Linked DNA regions of Pan troglodytes: region 1 is linked to region 2. Evidence: chromatin contacts called from public Hi-C data. All regions are on one chromosome and are shown on one strand. The core of a region is the stretch at or near the end of the contact, and the rest is flanking DNA. Distances in the headings are between cores, read along the strand shown.

The links. A called contact is a pair of places that touch in the nucleus more often than the background predicts.
Region 1: a contact with region 2 is called in a Hi-C map of stem cell-derived neural progenitor cells, with 2.2 times the contacts expected there. The contact joins the promoter of SUGT1 here to the promoter of HNRNPA1L2 in region 2. A contact is called at or near these places in 1 of 7 Hi-C or Micro-C datasets (stem cell-derived neural progenitor cells) and 1 of 1 datasets of contacts at active chromatin or transcription factors (stem cell-derived excitatory neurons).

The regions. Positions count from the first base shown.
Region 1 is chr14:58,140,368-58,147,523 of NHGRI_mPanTro3-v2.0_pri, forward strand. SUGT1 (SGT1 homolog, MIS12 kinetochore complex assembly cochaperone) reads left to right here and starts at 4,869. Exons shown (of 14, transcript XM_063792162.1): 1 at 4,869-5,026; 2 at 5,319-5,435; 3 at 5,523-5,580. The coding sequence starts at 5,398.
Region 2 is chr14:58,109,105-58,116,438 of NHGRI_mPanTro3-v2.0_pri, forward strand. It overlaps HNRNPA1L2 (heterogeneous nuclear ribonucleoprotein A1 like 2), which reads left to right and starts at 1,267. Exons shown (of 9, transcript XM_063792165.1): 1 at 1,267-1,482; 2 at 5,781-6,056.

The DNA of each region.
Region 1 (7,156 bases), core at 3,619-6,118, 35 kb after region 2:
ACTACAGGTGCCTGCCATGACGCCTGGCTAATTTTCTTGTATTTTTAGTAGAGACAGGGTTTGATTGTGTTAGCCAGGATGGTCTCGATCTCCTGACCTTGTGATCCGCCTGCCTCGGCCTCCCAAAGTGCTGGGATTACAGGCGTGAGCCACCGCGCCCAGCCAGCTCTGGGATTTTTAAATGTACTTTATTTCAGAGATGGGGGTCTCTGTTGTCTAGGCTGGTCTCCAACTCCTTGCCTCTAAGCGATTCTCCTGCCTCAGCCCCAACAAGAACTGAGATTAGACATGAGCCACCATGCCTGACTAGGGATTTTGATTGGGATCATGTTGAGTCTATAGGTCAATCTTGGAAGAACTGAGATCTCAACAATATTGAGTCTTCTTGACTCATGAATTTGGAGTAGCTCTCCATTTGTTAGTTTTCTTTAACTTCTCTCGGCAATGTTGTTGGGTTTTTTTTTTTTTTTTTTTTTTTTTTTGAGACAGAGTCTTGCTCTATTACCCAGGCTGGAGTGCAATGGTGCAATCTCGGCTAACTGCAACCTCCGCCTCCCGGGTTCAAGCAATTCTCCTGCCTCAGCCTCCCAAGTAGCTGGGATTACAAGCACCCGCCACCATGTCCAGCTAATTTGTTTTGTGTTTTTAATAGAGATGGGGTTTCGCCATATTGGCCAGCCTGGTCTCAAACTCCTGACCTCAGGTGATCCACCCGCCTCGGCCTCCCAAAGTGCCAGGATTACAGACGTGAGCCACCACGGCTGGCTGCAATATTTTTTAGTTTTCGGTGCACATCTTGCATATCTTTTGTCAGATTTATTTTTCAGTATTTAATATTTTGATGTTACTATACATGTCATGACTCTTTGCATTTTAAATTTTGATTGTTACTGATTTTGTTTTAAATCTTTTTTCTGTTGAAGTATAAACTTGGTAAAGTGTACAAATCTTTTAAAAATTTTCTCTCTTTTTTTTAAACTTCTCTTTGGGAAAGCTTTATTGTGAAAAAGACACAAATAAGAGATTTTGTTAGATTCAGTTTGAAATTATCAAGTGTAATACACTTAAGGATGGCTTCAATGTTAGACTGGGATGGTTTTCTCTTTTAAATGAAAAGGATCCCTTTCCTAGGAAAATGTTAGGTAACACAGTATAAGTGACTATTTTCACTCTTCAGTTTGAAGATCAATTATCCTTCAATAAATGCCCACTTAATCCAGCATGGTTACTCCTCCCCTTCTTTAAATTACCAAAGCTAAGTACATTGGTATATTTAGTTGTGTCATTTGCACATGAAAACTTTTTTTTTTAACTTTTTTTTTTTTTTTGCGGTAAGTCTTGCTCTTGTCCTCCAGGCTTGAGTGCAATGGCTCGATCTCGGCTCACTGCAACCTCTGCTTCCCGGATTCAAACGATTCTCCTGCCTCTGCCTCCCAAGTAGCTGGGATTAAGGTGCCTGCCACCATGCCCGGCTAATTTTTGTATTTTTTAGTAGAGATGAGGTTTCACCAAGTTGGCCAGGCTGGTCTCGAACTCCTGACCTCAGGTGATCTGCCCGCCTCGGCCTCCCAAAGCGCTGGGATTACAGGCGTGAGCCACTGTGCCCGGCTGAAAACATTTATTAATAACTTCTTAAGCATTTGTCTGTCCTTCCTCCCAAGATTTCAATAAACCGATGCCAAGAATTTATGGAGAAAATTATAAAAACTTTACTAAAAGACATACGAATAACTGAATGAAACAAGCAATTATGTTCATGGACTGGAAGAGGCAATACAAGGGAAATATATCATTTCTCCTCAAACGAATCTGCAAAATCAAAGTGAACAATTTGTTGTTGTTGTTGAGACTCACACTGTTACGTAGGCTGGAGTGCAGTAACAGGATAAGAGTCTCAACCTCCTGGGCTCAAGCAATCCTCCTGCCTCAGCCTCCCAAGTAGCTGAGGCACGCGCCAGCATGCTTGGCTAATGTTTTTTATTTATTTATTTTTTGTAGAGACGAGGTCTCGCCATCTTGCCCAGGCTGGTCTTGAACTCCTGGGCTCAAGTGATTTTTCTGCCTTGGCTTCCCAAAGTGTTGGGATTACAGGCGTGAGCCACTGCACCCAGCCTGCACAAATCTTGTGCATAACTTGATAAAATTTTGTTTGAATACACTGCTGTGATTACCAGCCAGATCAAGATATGTAACATTTCCCGCATCCGAGATTTCTTCATGCTCCTGTTCCCCACCCTCCCTGACAACCAGGAGGTTCCCTTATGATACCTCTCATCTAAGTGGAATCAATCATGATGTACTCTGTCTGGCTTTTTTTTTTGTTTGTTTACCACAACTTATGTATATAAGCTTCATCCATATCGTTGTGTGTAGTAGTCGTTCATTCCTATTGCTATGTAATATTTTTTTCTCCTATTTAAGGACATTTAGATTATTTCCAGTTTTTGCTACCTTGGGTAATGCTGCAATGAATATTCTTCTACATGATCATAAATAATAAATACTCTTGGGTATATGCCCAGTGGTAGAATTATTGGGTTATGGTCTGTGTATAACTAGCTTTAGTAGATAGTGTCTGATATAGTTTGGATATGTGTCCCCACCCAAATCACATGTCAAATTGCAATCCCCAATGTCGGAGGTGGGGCCTGGTGGGAGGTAACTGGATCATAGGGGTGGGTTTCTCATGAATGGTTAAGTACCACCTCTCTTGGTACTGTCCTTGCAACAGTGAATTCTTGTGAGATCTGGTTGTTTAAAAATGTGTAGCACCTACCCCCACCCTACTTGCTCCTGCCATGTAAGATGGCTGCTCTACCTTTGCCTTGTGCGGTGATTGGAAGCTTCCTGAGGCCTCTGCAAAAGTAGAAACTGCTATGCTTCTTGTACAGTCTGCAAAACCATGAGTGAATTAAACATTTTTTCTTTATAAATTACCTAGTCTCAGTTATTTATAGCAATGCAAGAACAGACATATGGTACCACAGTTTTCCAAAATGATTAAACTCTCACCAACAATATATGAAAGATACAGTTGCTACATATCCTTGTCAATGCTTGGTATTGGAAGTCCTTTTAATTTAAGCCATTCTGGTGGTAGTTTTGGTATCTCATTGATTTCAATGTCCATAATATATAGAACTTCTTTTCATGTTGGGCCCATAGGTCGGTCTTGGAATTCACCCTTTCAGAGGCCATACATATATGTGTATTGGTGCATGGCAGAGGCTGGTGTACACACATTAGTGTATGGCTGAGCCATAACTGGAGCATACCTGAGACTAACCCTATGGTTTAAGAACTTACGTTTGGAGTCCTGGGCTAAGGAATCCAGGAGTAGCCAACCCAGAGATTCACTCCTTATCTATGAAGGACATCCACATCCCTGGCCCGTATCTTACGCTGTACAGATCAAGGCCCTTTGTTTGGGGTTAAATGGAGGTTGCTAGAAGGAGAGTGCTAAGTGAAAATGCTATATAGACTACGTGCTTTTTACAAATGGTAGCAGTTCTCCAGGTCAGCCCTCCACCACCGGACCACCCTTGTATGTAAATCCTGAATAAACCTTGTCTCCTTCACTGACTCTGCCTCTCTTCTTACAGTGCCATCCCAACTGGAGTCAGTGGGGTCCAGAAGGACAATTGGCCATTTAGATAACATTTGAAAATTAACCAAGGTAATTCACAGTAACATTAAAAAATACAAATGAACATTTCAATAAAGGCAGAAAAAGCAGTTGATATTCAATGCTTTCCTCCTGATGTTATGACCAAGACAAGGAAGTCCATTATCACTGTTTTTATTCAATAGTGGAAACACTAGCCAGCAACAAAAGGCAAAAATAAATAAAAATAAAAGGTATAAAGGTTACAGAGAAGTTAAACCATCTTTATTCGTGGATTGCAAGATTTTGATCACAGAAATTCCGAAAGAATCTACAGAGTATTACAAATAACAAGGGAACTTAGCAAGATGCTTGCATATAAGGTCAGTATGTTAAAATCAATATTGTTTATTCTTACGAGTAGAATATAAAAAAGTCAAAATGCCATTTAACATTGTATACAAAACACTACTCAAGAATAAATCTAATGAAAGATATATATGATCTCTATACTGCAATCTATCCAAGCACAGCTGCATTAAAATATAGATATATGTGCAATCTACAAAATATTGCCAGGAGAAATTAAAGACCACTTAAATAAATGGTGGGGGAAGAATGATATTCATGGATTGAAGGACTTGTTGTTAAGATACTAGTTTTCCCAAACAGATCTATAGATTCAATGCGAGCCCAATAAAAAATCCCCCCCCCCTTTTTAACAAGCTAATTCCAAAATTCACCTAGAAATACAAAGGCCGTAGAATAAGCCAAAACAATCTTGGGAGAATAAGTTACAGGACTTAAAGATTTATTATAAAACTACATTAAATTAACATAGTTTGGTACTGGTATAAAGTTAGACAAAGACTACTCCCTCCCGCTCCTCAATCTGCCCCCATCCCTAGAACGTGCTGGCAGCTTTCTCCATCCGATCTGCAAGGGTTAAAGGGCGCTGAGGAAGGGCTGACCGACTGGGGTGGGAAACAAAGCGGCACTGAGATAACTTCAGGCCACCTTCCTCCCCTCAGTACCTTCGGATGAAAGGTTTCCCTTCTTGGTCTGGGAAGCCCACTAAGAAGAAAGCCTGGGCTGTAGCGTTCTGGGGAAGTGAATAGTACGGCCGCCGGGCGCGTCGCCCCAGGAACCAGAAGGCTTTTTGCCGCTATTAGAGCAGAATGACTTCCGGCAAGTCCCAGCCGTTTAGAATTCCCAGCCCAAAGATCGCGGGGATCCACGCGTCATCCGGGCCTCTGCTCCCGGAAGAGACCACGCAGCCGCGGAAGACGTAATGGAGGCGAAAGGGCTTGGCTACCTGTGGCAGCCATGATAAAAACTAGGGAAAATGGGAGCTCGAAGTAGCTTGCGTTATTAACAGACATACAAACGCCCCTAACCGCCACACGTTCCTTAGGGATGACAGTACGTTACAAAACTGCTTCTAAACTACTACTGAAAGCTCCGTGGGAGGGCCCGCTGGCGTGGGCGCGGTGGAAGGGAGGGAGAACGTGTACGCCCCAGGCCTCCGTAACCATGGCTGCGAGGGGCGGGGACTGGGAGCGCGGGTCCTGGGCCGGGGTGGGGCTGGGAGGAATCGGTCCTCCACTGTCCCAGCCGGCCCCGCGCCGGCGTGTCGCCTCCCGTCCCCCTAGCAGCGCGCTGCGTGGCTGCTCGCTGGCTATTTAGGACGGAAGCTCGGTTGGTGTTTCTCCAGAAGTTTCCCCCTTGGGCGGCCGTGGAGGTGGTAACCGTAATAGTAGCAGCTCCGGCGGCAGCAACAGCGACTACGAGGGATGGCGGCGGCTGCAGCAGGAACTGCAACATCCCAGAGGTGCATGTTTTTCTTTCCCTTTGCTATTTATTTTATCCCCCTTTCCTTGGCTAGTGAGCCCTGCTGAAGTCGTTGTTTTCCTGACAGGTTTTTCCAGAGCTTCTCGGATGCCCTAATCGACGAGGACCCCCAGGCGGCGTTAGAGGTGAGAGAGCCCATTTCTGCTTCCTCCACTCTTCTTAGGGGAGCTGGGCCACTTCGGGTCCCCGCTGACCCGCCTTCTCCCCGCACCGCCGGACAGGGACCCAGGCTCCTGTTGATGCTGCGTCTCAGCTCCGGTATTGAGATTCTCGGTCTCTTTTCTCTGTTACACGGTAGCCGCGTTACCCCAGACTCCTGTCTTGCCCTTTCCACTCCCTACAGCTCCTGAGAAAAACCTCCTCTATTTCTTGGGAGCATGGTTGGCATTTGTAGTTTGGCTGAAAGGATTTTTTTAAAAATGACATTTATGATTAGAGAAGTGGACTCTGGGCTCGATGAAGTTAATTTTTTCGTTTGACAATAATTCTTGCCATTCTTATGTAAAAGTGTCGGTAGGAAGTTAGTCTACTGGAGCAAAACCCTTTTCCCTCACGTCCCTGAAACTTTCCAGATGTCTTATCACAATTCATTATTCACTCATTTGTATATTCATCAAAATTTTTTTTGGAGTGGCTGTGTGCAAAGGCGCTGATTGCTGTGGGTTAAAGTCTTGGTTATATACTCAGCTAACCTAGAACTCACTTTTTGGAGGTGTGCAATGAAGACAAACCGTAAAGCTGTAAAGGAATGTAAAAGATCAAGAGTTAAGTAATAAGAATTAAAGGAGAACCTAAAGATAAATGATGCTGCGGGTCACAGAATTTAGCCAGGAGTTTTTGTTTGTTTTTGCGTTAAATCACAGAAAAGAGGAAACCTGTTTTGCTGTTACGTTTAACAATTTGAGGCAAGACAGCGTCTTTTCTAGCTATGAGTTTTATAAGAAATGTGCCACATGGTACTAGAGCCTCCGTTGAGGAGATCTTTGAGTGGAGATTTGAAGGAACAAGGGAATTAACTTGGAAGCTCTGGGGAAAGAATATTCCAGGCAGGACCAAGAGCCAGTGCAGATCCTGAGGTAGGAATGAAGTTGGCCTGTATGTGAAGCAACAAAAAGGCCCTTTTTATTAGAGGGCCCATTTGATTAAGAGAGGTTGGACAGGAAACTAGGAGCCAGGTCCTATAAGGCCTTTTAGGGTCCAGGTATGTTTTTTACACCTAAATATACAGACCTTTAGATACTGGGAGTAAGGCTTCTGGGATGAGTTTGGGTATAATGTTACAGGAAGCACTGAGAATTTTTCTCCATAATTTCTTGTATTAGCTAGACAGCTATTACTTTTAATTGACATTTGTTATTGTCGTGTTAGACCTAGTGCTTCCTTTGGGAATCCAGTTTATATAAAAGTTGCTTTTAAACAGTATTAACATAATGAATTTTACTGTCACTTTCCATCTTCTTTTACTTTAAAAATTTTTATGGAGGCATATATGATTTATGTAAATAACACAGATTTTAAGTCTATAGTTTGATGAGTTTTCACATGTTTACACCACCAGATTAAGATACAGAGTATCTCCATTCATAATGCTTCTTCTCAGCCAGTAATTCTTCTTACTGTCCTGCTGACTCCTGTTTTGACCTCCATCACCATCAGTTAGTTTTGTTTGTTCTTGACTCATAAACAGAATCATACAGTAGG
Region 2 (7,334 bases), core at 17-2,516:
GGCCAATGTGGTGAAACCCCATCTCTACTAAAAATACAAAAATTAGCTGGGCGTGGTGGTGCACGCCTGTAGTTCCAGCTACTCGGGAAGCTGAGGCAGGAGAATTGCTTGAACTCAGGAGGTGGAGGTTGGAGTAAGCTGAGATTGCGCCACTGTACTCCAGCCTGGAGAGAGAGAGAGACTCAAAAATAATAATAATAATAATAATAATAATAAGTCCAAATATGCTGAGATGCCATGCTGTGAGCAAGTGCAACCCAGCCAGGTACAAAAGTCATGGGGCAAGCCGGCGCAGTGTCTCACGCCTGTAATCCAACACTTTGGGAGGCTGAGGCAGGTGGATCACCTGAGGTCAGGAGTTTGAGACCAGCCTGGACAACATGGTGAAACTCCCGTCTCTACTAAAAAAATACAAAAAGTAGCCAGGTGTGGTGTCGTATGCTACTCTGGAGGCTGCTAATCTCCAGCTAATCTAGAGGCTGAGGCAGGAGGATAGCTTGAACCTGGGAGGCAGAGGTTGTAGTGAGTCAAGATCACGACACTGTGCTTCAGCCTGGGCAACAGAGTGAGACTTCATCTCAAAAAAAAAAAAAAAAAAAAAAAAAAGGTCACGGGGCAAAGGTGTGGAGAGAGATTCAGCCAGCCCCTGTTTCTTCCAGTTACTCCAGCTGAGGCATCAGATGTGTGGGTGAAGAAACCACCAGACGCGGTGGCTCACGCCTCTAATACCAGCACTTTGGGAGGCCGAGGCGGGCGGATCACGAGGTCAGGAGTTTGAGAGCAGCCTGGCCAACATGCTGAAACCCCGTCTCTACTAAAAGTACAAAAAAGAAAAAAAAAAAAAAATAGCCGGGCGTGGTGGCGCACGCCTGTAATCCTAGCTACTCAGGAGACTGAGGCAGGAGAACTGGTTGAACACGGGAGGCGGAGGTTGCAGTGAGTTAAGATCGCGCCACTGCGCTCCAGCCTGGGCGACAGAGGGAGAGTCAGTCTCAGAAAAACAACAACATAAAAACAGACTGATCATCTGTAGTTTTTGCACAACTGATCACGCCCTCCACTATCTTGTTCGGCGGTCTCGGCGGTCTGGAATCCTCCTAGGCCAGCGAAACTTACTGAACACTGGCGAGGACTCCGCCTCTAGGAATAGAATCGCGGGGTAGGTGGGGTCGTCTGGAGGTAGCTGGCTCCGCCCGGCCCGCGGGCGAGTCCGGAATACAGTTACCCACCTCAGTTGCCCACCGGAAAGCAAAGGGAGAGGAACCCGCCAGACCAGAAACGGAAGAGAGCGCGGGGGATGTGTTTGGCGTGGGGCGCACTGTTCAGTTGCTCTCCTGGATGGCTTTATGTCTCCGCGGTGTTTCCTAGAGTCTCGGCGTTTCTACCTCTTCGCACCCTTTCCTGCCACCCTTTGTCCCCTGGAAGCCCGGAGACATCAGCGGCTGCAATTTTGCTACTCGCTGCTCGGCGTGGAACTGTCAGGTACCGCAGTTCAGCACTTCTGGCTCCGCAGGTCCTCGGGCATCCCTGTGCCCCGTGCTGTACATTCAGTTATCCTCCAACTTCCTAGTGTCGATGTTATTACCTGCTGGGTTTTAGAAGCTATTGCTTTAAATCTGAGAAAAGAAAAATCCCAGAAAGATAAGATGACTTGCCCAAGGAAACATAGCGTGCGTGGAAAACAGTGCTCCAATTACAAGCCGGGTCGCTGTGCCTCATTCGTCTTGTCATCAACTCCTGTCAGTTTATCCAAGCTCCAAAAGCGAAGTTGTTTTATCTTTTGCTTCCCAAGATTTATGTGATAGTCTCATTTCTGTTTCCTTCATTTATTCTTTAGTTCATTATTGGAAAACTTTACAGCGTGCCAGTACTGGTCATAAACCCCAAGTAAGACAGTCTTGTCATCACGGAGCGTGTAGTTCCAGCAAGTAGACAATTTAAGTGCTGTGTAGTGAAGTAATTGCTGAGATAGTGTATGGAAGCACAGAGTACACCATTCATCCAACAAGTAATTGCTGGAGGAGCAAATAGGGACACCTAACCATTGCAGGGGCGACTCAGGATATCCTTTCTGGAAGAAAAGTCTGATGAAATCTGAAGGACCACTGGTTGAAGTTAGCCAGGAAAGAAAACGTGTTGCAGCATACTTGGTTTTGCTGTTTATCCTCCGAGTACTTTATTGTTATGAAAGCCTAATTCCACTGTGTAACTTCCATGCATAACACTCAGAAGCCAGTTAAGTACAGTGCTGAAGCAGGTTAGTAGCAGTGAAGGTGGGAAGGACCAGCTGAATGTAGGAGAAAAATTGCCCAGGTAGAATTAAGGGGATGTGACATCATGGGATAATGGTAGGGTGGTCAGAGATAGCAAAGATTTCAACTGGCTGCTTTGGAGGATTATGGTATCCTTAACGTTAGCAGAAGAATGCAGATCCGGGGTTGAGAAAGATTTTTACGTATGTTATAATTTTTGGAAAACAGAAAAAATCTGTTTATGTCAGGGGGCATTTTAATATAGAAGTGTGAAAAATGGAAAGTCAGTCTGAAAGGGGACGTCTTAAATGTCGTTTTGAAGGTGTTGCATTTGAAGTACTGATGAGATGCTGTCAGTGGAAACAAACTCAGGTGGGAGGTTAGGTTTAGAATTTTATGTTAGTGTTATGGAGTTACTTATACATAATTTTCCTGTAATGTAGATTGCTTTCTGTGGTATGAAAGCAGTCTTGAAAGAAAACATTGTAGTAAAGATTATATGTGAGATTCATTCCCCTGATTACCACCTTTCTGTTAAAATACCTTTAATATTAACTTTATTTTCTTTTTTTGAGACGGAGTTTTGCTCTTGTTGCTCAGGCTGGAGTGCAATGGCACGATCTCGGCTCACCACAATCTCCGCCTCCCGGGTTCAATCGATTCTCCTGCCTCAGCCTCCTGAGTAGCTGGGATTACAGGCATGCCCCAGCTAATTTTGTATTTTTAGTAGAGATGGGGTTTCTCCATGTTGGCCAGGCTCCAACTCCCGACCTCAGGTGATCGGCCCGCATTGGCCTCTCAAAGTGCTGGGATTACAGGCATGAGCCACCACGCCCGGCCAACTTTATTTATTGTTATTATTATTAATAATTATTTTTGAGATGGAGTCTCACTCTGTGGCCCAGGCTGGAGTACAGTGGCAGGATCTTGGCTCGCTGCAACCTCTGCCTCCCTGGTTCAAGCGATTCTTGTGCCTCAGCCTCCTGAATAGCTGGGACTACAAGTGTGCGTTACCACGCCTGGCTCATTTTTGTATTTTTAGTAGAAACGGGGTTTCACTGTGTTGGCCAGGCTGGTCTCGAACTCCACACCTCAGGTGATCCATCCGCCTCGGCCTCCCAAAATGCTGGGATTACAGGCGTGAGCCGCTGCACCTGACCAGTGTTAACTTTAAGTGTAGAATAATAGGCTGGGCGCGGTGGCTCACGCCTGTAATCCCAACACTTTGGGAGGCTGAGGCAGGCAGATCACGAGGTCAGGAGATCCAGACCATCCTGGCTAACATGGTGAAACCCCGTCTCTACTGAAAACACAAAAAATTAGCCGGGCGTGGTGGCGGGCACCTGTAGTCCCTGCTACTCGGGAGGGTGAGGCAGGAGAATGGCGTGAACCCGGGAGGCGGAGCTTGCAGTGAGCTGAAATCACGCCACTGCACTCTAGCCTGGCGACAGAGCGAGATTCCGTCTCAAAAAAAAAAAAAAAAAAAAGAATAATTATTTTCTTAGATTGTACCATATATTGAATATTATGAGAGTCTTGTGTACTTATTATGAGGATACTAGTTTGGCAATTGTTTTTTCATTCTAATTTTAAAGTGCCTGATTTGATAGCCTCTGACGTTTTCATAAGCAGATCAGATAGTTTCAGCATTTTTTGAAATTGCCGTTTTCTCTTTCATGCAAGTATCCTTAGCCTGTGGCTACTATTTTCTGGCTTTGAGAACTTGATATAGTATTTAACCTAAGGTCTGATACAGGCTCTTGAGCTCACCTGCATCAGAAGCACCTGGGTCTTATTTAACATGCTGATTCCTGAACCCCATTCCAAACTTACAAACTAAGAATCTTAGGAATCTGTGTTTTAAGTCAGCTGCCTATGTGATTTGTATAACCTCTAGAGATTCATAACCACTGACTTAACGTCTGTGGGCAGCAGTTTGTTCTGTAAAACGAGAATAATAAAACCTATCCTTTAAGATTGTAAGGATTAAGTAACATAGGTAACATAGCTACTGTAATGTGGTCCCCTGATCAGCAGAATTAGCAACACCTGGGAGCTTGTTAGAAATGCAAATTCTCAAGTGTCTCCTGGAAACAGCTACTGAATCAGAGTAGTTTGGTGGGACCAAAGAATCTGTATTTTAGCAAGGAGCATAGATACTTTCTATGGGCCAGGCACAGTGGCCCAGGCCTGTAATCCCAGCACTTAGGGAAGCCTAGGTGGGCGGTGGGAGTTCTAAGTGGGCAGATCCCAGGAGTTCCTGTGCAACATGGGAAACCCATTTCTACAAAAAATTAGTCCCAACTACTCAGGAGGCTGAGGTGGGAGGATCACCGGAGCCCGGGGAAGTCGAGGCTGCAGTGAGCCAAGATCACGCCACTGCACTCCAGCCTGTGTGACAGAGCGAGACCCTGTCTCAAAAAAAAAAAAAAAAATTTCTATGCATATTAAAGTTTGAGAAGCAGTGCTGGAGCACATCAGCTTCATATAAGTAGGGACTATGAAATTCTTATTTACTAACATATTGTCAGTACCTAGTATAGTGCCCAGCAGAGTAGATATTCACTATATTTAATGAATGATTTTTAAATATATTATACCCTCTTACTGAAACTAACACATTCAAAGAGTTTTTAAAGTTGTTTAGTAATCAAGTGCCAAAAGAGGTTTTTAACTCCACAGAATAAAACTGGATATTTGAGTTACTTAGAATTAGGACATCTTTTGCATGAGTCTAGTATAGATGTAATCATTTGTGGTGTTCTCTTTCATAAATGTATCTAATGAGGAAAGCAAAAATGACATTTATAGCCATCGATTATTCTCTTTTCTGTTCCATTTTAGCTTAGCTTACAAGTGGTTATGGGTTAAGTGGCACGTAGCTTGATGAGAATGTTGATCAGATTAAAACAAGACCCACTCAGTTTTTTTTAAAGTAATCTTTTTGATAGAAATTTATTTTTGTATTGTTTAATTATAACTTTTTAAAGAGGTGTTATGTTAAGATCAAGGACTTGCAGTCAGTCAGATCTGGGTTTGAGAATAATAAATTGTCATTTATTAACCATGTCAGAGTTTTTCTACCGAACTCTGGGGTAAATGGTGGGAAGGAACAGATTTGGGAGCACCAGCACCCCCAGGCCTCCCCTGGCCACCCCCAGGAGCAGGTGATCAATATCTCAGCATACCTCTACTTATTTGTGGCACCCCAGTGTGTCTTAGGCCTTAGTGAGCAGTGAGGTGCATGACCTTAGGTAAGTTACTTCTCTGATTTTCAGTTTCCTTATCTGCAAAATGGAGACCTTAGGGAGTTAATGTGGGTATGAGAAATGTGCATAAAACATATTGCACGAGGTTGAGGCATATAGTATGGGCTAATAAATGGTAAGTTGCTGCTGCTGTGGTTGTTAATAATTATAAAAAGCAAATGGAAAGGGCTTGAATTGAAAAAAAATTTAGATACACGGTTTTTTGCTTTATTAGCCTGCATTGTATTTTTCATTTTTTTTCTTTAATGCATCTTTCCAGGACAAAAAATAATATCCAAAGATATTTTGGCACTAACGGCGCTATCTGTAGCAAGAAAGTTGAGCAGTGTGAACTGTTGAGACTTCCAAGGAGACTTCAGACAACCAAGAAAGTGTAAAGGAAAACAGAGAAAAAGACTTGTTAGACATTATTAAGGGCACGAAAGTTGAATTGAGCACAGTAAATGTACAAACAACAAAGCCACCCAACAGAAGTTCACTTAAAAGCTACAACTGGCGGGCCTCAAAGAGCTTTAGGACATGCTCCAAAGAAGAGGTAAATTTAATTGTAATTTGAATGTTGTTTGAAAGTAATTTTTGAAATTCCAGTAAGCTTTTTCTTTTTGCAAAAAATGTTTTTAATACAAGTACTTGGGAGATATTGAATTAATGAAGAAAAAATATCAGCTAATAAACACAGGGACTCTAATAATTACTTGAGAAATGCTGTAATTGTATTATATTTAAATACCAAGAGGATATCTGTACACAATCCAGTGAAAGGAAAAGAGAAGTGATCTCACTGAGAATTCTACACTCTTACATACTTATTGGTGTTATTAACTGCTACTTAACTGCCTCTTTAAGCTGTTAATTAACAATATCATTTACATCTTGATTTGAAGGTAGCTTCATGTCTGTAAAGGACTCACTTATTTGAAATTTTCCATTTAAAAAATTTTTTCTGGAATAAAGTTTAGCACGTTGATTACAACTGCTCTGTATGACTTCCTGTGACCAATAACTATCCGTGCTTTCAGCTTTCCTGGCTTCCTCAGAGCATTGTAATTACTTGTGCTTGTCAAAAGAGTATTTAATTCTGAGTGCAATCAGTGATATCTTGGCATTGTGTTGTAGGTTAAATGGCAGTTTTTTTTTTAATGATACATAATGATGTATTTCGGTGATGTCATTAATTCAAGTAGTAAGGCGTGTGGCTTTAGGATACCCATCACTGACTTCCCTTATCAGAACAAACAGATAATATAGGCTTCTGTTTTCCAGAATGATTTAACATTTTAATGGAACTTCTTGGTTTCTACATGGTATCAAAAATACCTCTGGAAAGTATAATTGGGTGGTAGATTAAGCTAATTCAGGCAATCAGTACCCACAATAGGTACTTCCTCCTCGTCCTACTCTTTAGAAACAAAACAGTTACATATAAGTATGTGGAAGTAAATAACACAAACATATAAATACATATCAAGAATGGCATTTTTAAGGCTACCAGACCTGTTTATGACCCCTCATGCCCTTTATTTTAATTTAATTAACTATTACAGAAATGGTAAAGTGAGTTGAATGCTTTGGAAAGAGTCAGTAAAGGTCACGTAAACAATTTCTTTCCAATTAGGCATGAGTGAGACAAATATACATACGCAGGAGCATCATACCCTTAGATTGCTTTGTAAGCTGTCTCACATTCTTGCTCCACTTTTCCACTTAAACCAAAATTGAAAATATTGCAGGATGGGTGTGATGTATATAAAATATATGCCTTAGAACCTTTTATCAGTGGTCCTGTGTTTAAAAAAGAGGCTTTGGTCCTACA